Regions from separate parts of the Zea mays genome. Here regions 2 and 3 are each linked to region 1. The links are chromatin contacts, called in public Hi-C maps. All regions are on one chromosome and are shown on one strand. The core of a region is the stretch at or near the end of the contact, and the rest is flanking DNA. Distances in the headings are between cores, read along the strand shown. Region 1 holds the start of LOC100285386 (cyclin-A2). Region 2 holds the start of LOC100273413 (Nitrilase-like protein 2). Region 3 holds the start of LOC103640902.

Region 1 (2,700 bases), core at 96-2,595:
AGGCTAAGATAAAAAAACAGTTTTTTGGCAAGCTCACAAGACATTGTTACTCTCAAATGCAGAGGTTGAACTAAGAGCATGCTTGTTTGGGATTATAATCTGTCCAAATTATATAATCTAACTTATTTTAAACTAACACTTAGTTCAAAATAAGGTGGATTATATAATCTATTCTAGGCATATTATAATCTCAAATAAATAGACCCTAAGGGGATGTTTGGTAATCACCTCCTAAACTTAAGTGACTAAAGTTTAGTCACTTTTAGTCTATAAACTGCTAAACGGTAATGACTAAGGCCTTCCAAATAGAAATTCAAGGGACTAAAGTTTAGTCTCTATAATTTAGGAGGGTAACTAAAGAAACCAGACACCCCCTAAAACTATTTGAAGGCACGAGATAACAAGTCAGAAAACAATAAATTATCTTAGAGCATAAAAAACACATGAGCGCTTTGACAAATTCCTTCTGCCACATTAATACATTATGCCAACAAATTAATTGGTCATATCGCAACTTAAAACGAAAAACCTAACAAATTAAGATTTCACGGTTGCAGAACCAACATGAACTAGAATCAAAACGTGAAAACGAGGTCATGTTTCCTTTTATGGCGAAAAAGCCTCTCATACCCAGAAATTACAGGTGTTCTTGGCACAATAATGATTACTTGTTCATGAAAGGTTTCTATTTCTTTTAGTTTCCGAGCGTCTGAGAAAACAATGCAGAGGGGGGATAGAATAAACTCGCCACACAGCATAAGTTTAATTGCCCATGCAACATCTAACTAGATCAAGTTGATAAAGAGAAATTTATTGTTTCAAAGAGAAATCAAAGGGCATATCTTTCATGTCACAAAACCTAACCTTTAAAGGGGGTGGATTTAACATTAATCCCCAAGATTATTTGGGGAAATGAGATGGTACTAGTACTAGCAGTACCCAAATTCATAACACGTAATCAACCGCATGTGTGATGAGCCGTACGCCGATTGGGAAGGAGATAAGAAAGAACTCAAGATTCGGATTTAAGCCCTCACATCGAACAAGGGAATGTATTGCAGAAAAAAGGACCAACGATTTATCCAAAAAGGTGGCCGCAGTAATTCCGTTTCCGTACCAGCAGAACAAAACGAAGAAATCAATCAGGTCCGGATGTGTCTCCCGTCTGCACCCCCACAGCAGCACGTGGGAGGAGGACGATGACAAGGGGAGGCGTGGTGCTAGCGGGACAGCGCGTGTCCTGGATCTTAGCACTGCCCCGGCGGCGTGAAGACTGAGGAGTGAGGCTCAAAAGAGCAGGGCCGCAGGGGGTGAGGAGTGAACGTCGACGGTTGGGGTTTTAGAGGCGTTTTAGGGCATGTACAGTGATGTTTAATGTGGGGGCTCTTAAGGTGTTTTAGGGGGTTATTTGCAAAAAAATCTTAGAGTCGTCTCTCCGTGAAGAGACGCCTCTGGCTCGTAAACCAAATAACAACAGACGTCTCACTTCCCACTGTACGAATTTATCGTCTGTTCTATCGATCTGATGCTATACAAATACATTTAATTCTGTATTTATTAATAGACTACGTTTATAGACACTCCATTGTACAATAGAGTCTCTTAGTTGTCTACTATGCTTGGAGAACCGTTTTGGTGTCTCTCCACTGTACATGCCCTTAGGGCGGGCTGGCGTCATCATTTGAAACAGGGTCAACTTAACCCTGGCAATTTTGGTTTCTATTCTATACTAGGTGTGTGTCCGTGCGTTGCAACGGGGGTATGCTAGGATGAGCAAGATACATATCTGATCGGATCTTATATTTCCTTGTGAGTCTGGACAGGCCCGAGCACATGCATGTGCAGCATGTACGATGGAATAGGGCCCCCAATTTAGAGATGCCCATAAAATATTATTTTTACTATATTATTAGAAGCCCATCAGATCATTAATCCCTTAATCTCTGGCTCCCTGCCTCCTAGAGTCTGGACGTTCCGTCTTCTCTCTTCTCTTCTGTTTTCTTATCGCACTCGTCGCAGATCGCGCCGCTGCCTGTCCGGCTGTCCCCTGTGCCCGGCCTGCGGCCCTGCCCAACAGCCAACGCACTGCCGCTACACAGCTACGGCAGCGAGCAGCCGCCTGCCTGTCCGGCTGTCCCCTGCCCAAGTGCCCAGCCCAACGGCCACCTTTGGAAATTCTAAAGTTTCTGAAACGACATAATTCTTTTCCTAATGCAAGTATTGCATATAGAGTTCTATTGACCATTCCAGTGACAGTTGCATCAGCAGAATGAAGCTTTTCTAAATTGAAGCTATTGAAGTCATATTTGCGCTCTACAATGTTACAACAAAGACTTACTGATTTGACCCAGATATCACTTGAGAGTGAATTATTGGAGAAGATTGAATATGAGCGTATTATTGAAGAATTCATTTCAAGTAACACCAAAAGAATGAAGTTGTTCAAATAAATATGATACAACAAAGCATTGAATAGGTACGTTTCCTTTTCCATGGCTATGTAAACCATTATAACATATGTATTATTACTATATTTTATTTTTTCTTAGGATATAAGCCCCAATTTAAAATTACGTACAGGGTCTCAGATTATGCCGGCCCGGCCCTGGGTCTGGAGAAAGTTTGCTCGGAAGCCCATCTAGTTATGTGTCCGTGCGTTGCAACGCAATACAAAATATTGGACAAAATGTCTGGTTATCT
Region 2 (2,700 bases), core at 143-2,642, 310 kb after region 1:
AAAGTGTAACACTGTTAAATATGCTTGTGTGCATACATATGAGCTAAAAGATGTATTTGTAAGCTAACAGATGAACAAGGGAGCACAACATGTACAGATGAAAAAAGAAGATACTTATGTGAGGTGACAAAATTCAAGTTAGACAACAAGAACATAGATTCCAAGAATACAGGAGCATTTTGGGAAACTAAATGACAATGTGTAGCCTATGCACATTGAGATGGCACAGGTGTGAAATATTAAAAGAAAAGCGACATTTTTGTTCTCACTAACTTTGCAAGTGAGCAGTATCTCTGCATTATTGGCCCATCTAATGGTTCAGCTAGCTTCATAGCCTCGCCATCCTTGGATCCAATGAATGAGAAGACCTCAGGGAAGCAAAGAAATTTCACTCCAGAAGCAGCTGCTTCCTAAATAAAAACAGATTATATAAGCTTCCATGTTAGTCTGTCTACTCAGCATTATTCATATATCAAAACCTGGAGCAATAGAAGCAACACAACGACTTAAGAAAACCATATTGAAAATACAGTAAGGTATAAATATGTGCAGTACAATGAGGCTACTCATGTCCTAAGGACTAAGAACTGTCAGCCGTATTGCCAACAGGTCTGTCAATATCAGAAACACAACATTGTGTATGGCTCCATCTTTTGCAGGTTGATTAGCTGTCCTTCTACCACCAAAAAAAGCTGGTTGCACCACGCTGTTGAAGTATGACATTGACAATTGTGCTTATCTTCGGACGCCATGCATGTGTGCTCAATCAAACTATGGTTGACACAGTAAAAGCAGCATAACGTTCTAACCAGCAAGATTCATCGACAAGTACTCGTCTTCGTGTTCATGTTTATAATTTGAAGGAAATTTTGCATATCCCGCATGAGAGTATCAAATGTAGCATTCATTTATCCTCTTTCACTATAGGCTGCATCAGTGGTGAACAAATTGTGTTTCCGACATCACAATTCCCACCATCCAAAATACAAAACTGCTATGTTAACACAAACAAGTGAACAACCAGGTGCAGGACCAAGGCCTGCTCTGCATCACCACAGAGATACTTAATCATCAGTTGCAGACCAGACCTACGCCCGGGACGGCGCGGCAGCGGTCCCACCAGCGCTAGCCCTGTTAGCGGCGGCGGCCTATCTAGGATCTAGGATAGGGGACGGGGAGACTAGAGGAGGGCTTGCCTTGGTGAGGCGGGAGCAGGTGGCGTAGTTGGCGTCGACGTCCCCCACGGAGGTCATCTGTACCACGGCCACCCTCGCCGGCGAGGCCCCTGCGGCGGCGGAGGCCATGGCGCGACCGATGCGGAAACGGAATGGGAATCTCACCGCGGCGGCGGTGGCGGCGACTGGGAGCGAGGCCGCGAGGGAGGCCAGGGCCATGCGGCAGCGACCGCGACTCCAGGCCGGCGCCTCGTGCACGGGTACACTCGATCTGGTGCGCGTACCGGCGGAGCTCACACGTCAACGCTTGCTAGCCGTTGGATCAGAGCGGCATTCTATGCTTGCCACCGTTGGATGTGAGAAGACCACATGCGATGCGTTGCACTGAAGAGCCCACCAGCCAGTTGGACGAGAGCTCGTCACACGGCGCCGCTGCTCGCCGGTTGATACACCGCGTGGTCCCTTGAAAACAGGGCATTCATCGGCCTCTTAAAGCAACTCGAATAGCTCGAATAGTTATGTATACTTTTATTTACTATCTAAATCTTAGATTTAGCAAGTTCTTAAATAATATAGAAAACAAATAAACTTATCTCCTCCAACAGTTCTCTATATATTACTTTCTAAATATGTTAAAATTTAACATGACACCCATTTGAGTGGGACCATCATCGATGGCATATTCAACTTGGTGAGTTGTGTTGACCTTTTGGTTTACGGTTGCAATTGTTTATTTATTTATTTCTAACATGTGCACATGCGGCTATTGTATTGACAATTATTTAATCTCTAGCTGACTGTCGTTGTCCAACGCATGGGCTCTGTTAATATATCGTTACTACAAAGTGAAAAAGGCAGCGAAATACAAAAATTACCGTCAATTTTTTTGTTTAGGGAGTTGGTAAATGGTTGCTAAATGTAGAGAGAAAATAATGTTAGATGAAGAGTAGCTAAATTTATGAAATTCATTTAGAGAACCGTTGGAGAGGAATTTTTAGTTTAGTTACTTAAATTGTTGATTTAGTGAGTCTTTTAGAGAACTATTGGAGTTGCTCTTAAGACATGTTTGAAAGCATTTTCTATATCTATACTATACTTAAAATATTAGTTTCAACGGTCGTCTCACGTCATCTTTTTATAAAATAACTCCTCATAATTATTTCAAATTAATTCGTTGCACACCTATAGATGGCCAAACGGCGGCCTGGCATGGGCCAAACGCCCACGGGCCACAACTCTGGCCCATGCACGTCATGCCGGCCTGTTGACTGTGCCGGGCCAACCCATTAGCCCGTCGGCCTATTTGATTAAATCAGCGTAAAATGTTAAAAATAGTGCAAGAGGTGAGGTTCGAACACATGCCCTGATGAAAGAAGCACGGGAGGACATGTTTGAAAGCATTTTCTATATCTGTAGAATACTTAAAATATTAGTTTCAACGGTCGTCTCACGTCATCTTTTTATAAATAACTCCTCACAATTATTTTAAATTAATTCGTTGCACACCTATAGATGGCCAAACGGC
Region 3 (2,700 bases), core at 178-2,677, 470 kb after region 1:
AGCAGACACCCTCTTCCAGCCTCTGCCGTCCACATTCACCACGACTCTGATTGGAGACCCAATGAGTGGGAAGATGATGTAGATCGCGCATCCATCAGATGATAGCGTCGATGGCGGGGACCTTCCCCCTCCAGTGGACGACGGCAATGATAGCGTGCATGATGGTTGCGACGGGGGTGGAAGGTGTGGCCGAGTAGGAAGGGAAAGAGGGCGAGGGTGTATAGGGAGTCACCGGGCTAGACAACGGCACGAGGTCGTGACTCAACTGCGTTAAATATAGACATGCGAGGGGGCAGCGGCAGAGATATCGAGCGAGGGCGAGGGCGAGGGACGGGCGTGAGAGGGGGGAGGGGATGACGGAGATCTCAGGCATGCGCGGTGGGATGAGGGACGTGGAGACCGCGGTGAGGCGGGGGCGCGGGGCGGACGCGTGACCTCGCCTGACGGGGGCACACGGTTGTGGATGCCTATTTTGCCATCGAATCCGAGGATGGGGCGCGGAATCCGAGGATGGCTCGGCGCGCCGAGGTGCGCCCTTTCCACTGATGGTGTGAGGGCCTTCCATAGACGGAGTGGATGCAAGATCTCGGGGCATGTGGGGCGAGGAGGAGGAGGAGGTGGTGGGGGATGCTGGTGTGGGATAGGAAACACGACACGTGGTGGCGGATGCTGGTGTGCCATAGACGCGAGATTTCCTGGTGGCGGATGCTAGTGTGCCATAAACGCGACTGATGGTGTGGGATGGCCGAGCGGCGATCTGGGGAGAGAGGACGAGGATTGTGGGAGAGAGCGGGGATTGCGGGAGAGAGGACGCGAACACTGATGTCGGGCGGGGGCATGGCGTGCTTCACCAAAAAAATGCTGTGGACGCCCACTCTAACATCATATAGAGTAGTGTATATATATATAGGCAACATATCCTATGTAAAAAGTTCTCCTGTGTAAACATGCTAAAACGTCTTAACAACCTTTGGATCCAGAATCAAAGGCTAATCTTAATCCCACCTAATAATCTTGTGTTTTTTCTAAAGAACCCCCTCCTGGTAATCTGGTGCGGTGGCGGTTAGGTGGGATTAAAATTAGCCTTTGATTCTGGATCCAAAGGTTGTTAAGGCGTTTTAGCATGTTTACACAGGAGAACCTTTTACACAGGATACGTTGCCATATATATATATATAGTTTGTATATTTGGAGCCCTGTGCTTTCAATATCTAGAGGAAGCCCTGGTCCAATAGTATATTATGGTTCAACCATATTATCTCAATTGTTTCCAATCCAACGTAACACAAGCCCAGCGACGGATCTCAGGCCCAACCAAACCGACCTTCGGCGGCCCAGAACAGCAGCCTATCACGACCAAAACCGCCAAACCCTAGTTGTGCATGCATAGCCCCTCACGCCAGCCGCCAACGCCCCAATCCCGTAACCGCAGCCTCGCCCTGCTCGCATCTTCCTCTCCCTCTCAGCGCTGGTGCTCAATCTACAGGTCGTCCCGCTCCCTACACACCCGCCCTCCGGTGTGAACCTTCATGACGTCCGCAACCACTCTCCGGTAAGAATCCCGTGTGCGCTTACACGAAGATTGGTAATAGTGGCGACCCAGTCGCAACCGCGGACCTTCGCCTCTTCATCGCTTGCTCGTTGTCGTTCTTTGCCTACGTCTGCACCCGACGCTGCTACCCTTCGCTCACCTGTTCATAATCCTTTCAGATCTGCTGTCGTGACCTCATCCAGCCGTGCTGTGGCAGTGGATCGGAGTTCGCTCCAGCTCTGATTGTAAGGAACTAAGCATGCCCCTCTCATATTTGCGTAGATGCGTTGTTTGTCTCATTCTACAGAATCACTCTCCCATAATGTTGATTTCTATACGTATTAATGTTGGTTAGAGTAGGCATGTGCAACGAAAGTTACAAGAATGGTAGAATTCTTCCATGAGTTCTGTATGGTAGTGCTCCTAGATGGTATGTTGTAAATTAGATATTACCTTGCGTCCTCCACATCTTCACACATATATATGGTTTTTATAGGGGGAAAATGACTAGGGTATCAAGTGGAAAAACATAACGGTCTAGGTTCTACTGCACCTCTTTCAGGCTAAGCATCTAAACAACAATATGTAAATTATCCTTTTCCAATAAAATACATGCTTAAACCGTGGTTGCTAGGCGAATGGTCCTACTTTGGTCATCAAATGCAGGTTAGCTTAATTTTTTCTAATGCATTATTATTTGTGGTTTCCATCACATGTACGTTAGCTTATCTTTTAGCAAATTTGTAGCTGACGTCAATTAACTTTTTAGTGGAATTTTATCTGCTCATTCTTATATTCAGGAATTCCACTACTATATGTGCCACTTAAAGTTGTTATGTCAAAATATTATGGTGAAAGCGAGCGTCTATTGGGATCTATTTTTTATCTTGCAAATGATCTTCCTGAAGGAGGTAATATATTCTTAGATGAGGTATATATCGTAATACTTATAGCATAAACACTCAAGCCACTACAAGTAAGCTCTTGCCCTTTGCTTGTTTCCAGATTGATATGTCAAGATACGCTTGTTTCATTTGAGCTCACTGTTATCTGAAAATCTATAGACTGCCTTCGTCCCCTTCATCACTGCCAATGACCGTGACTTGGCCACCACAGCAAAAGCACGCAGGATCCTTGATGTGTGTGGTCTAGACGTGATTGAATTGGGC

What was found. Hi-C and Micro-C count contacts between places; a contact is called where the count stands out from the background.
Region 2: a Hi-C map of tassel shows a contact between it and region 1, with 3 times the contacts expected there. The contact joins the promoter of LOC100273413 here to the promoter of LOC100285386 in region 1. A contact is called at or near these places in 2 of 25 Hi-C or Micro-C datasets (ear and tassel).
Region 3: a contact with region 1 is called in a Hi-C map of tassel, with 2.3 times the contacts expected there. The contact joins the promoter of LOC103640902 here to the promoter of LOC100285386 in region 1. A contact is called at or near these places in 2 of 25 Hi-C or Micro-C datasets (ear and tassel).

Annotation. Positions count from the first base shown.
Region 1 is chr10:17,509,309-17,512,008 of Zm-B73-REFERENCE-NAM-5.0, reverse strand. It overlaps LOC100285386 (cyclin-A2), which reads right to left and starts at 1,345. Exons shown (of 12, transcript NR_182157.1): 1 at 1,118-1,345.
Region 2 is chr10:17,195,920-17,198,619 of Zm-B73-REFERENCE-NAM-5.0, reverse strand. LOC100273413 (Nitrilase-like protein 2) reads right to left here and starts at 1,392. Exons shown (of 9, transcript NM_001147850.1): 1 at 1,197-1,392; 2 at 274-410. The coding sequence starts at 1,304.
Region 3 is chr10:17,040,807-17,043,506 of Zm-B73-REFERENCE-NAM-5.0, reverse strand. It overlaps LOC103640902, which reads left to right and starts at 1,427. Exons shown (of 8, transcript XM_020545561.3): 1 at 1,427-1,552; 2 at 1,711-1,776; 3 at 2,332-2,442. The coding sequence starts at 2,347.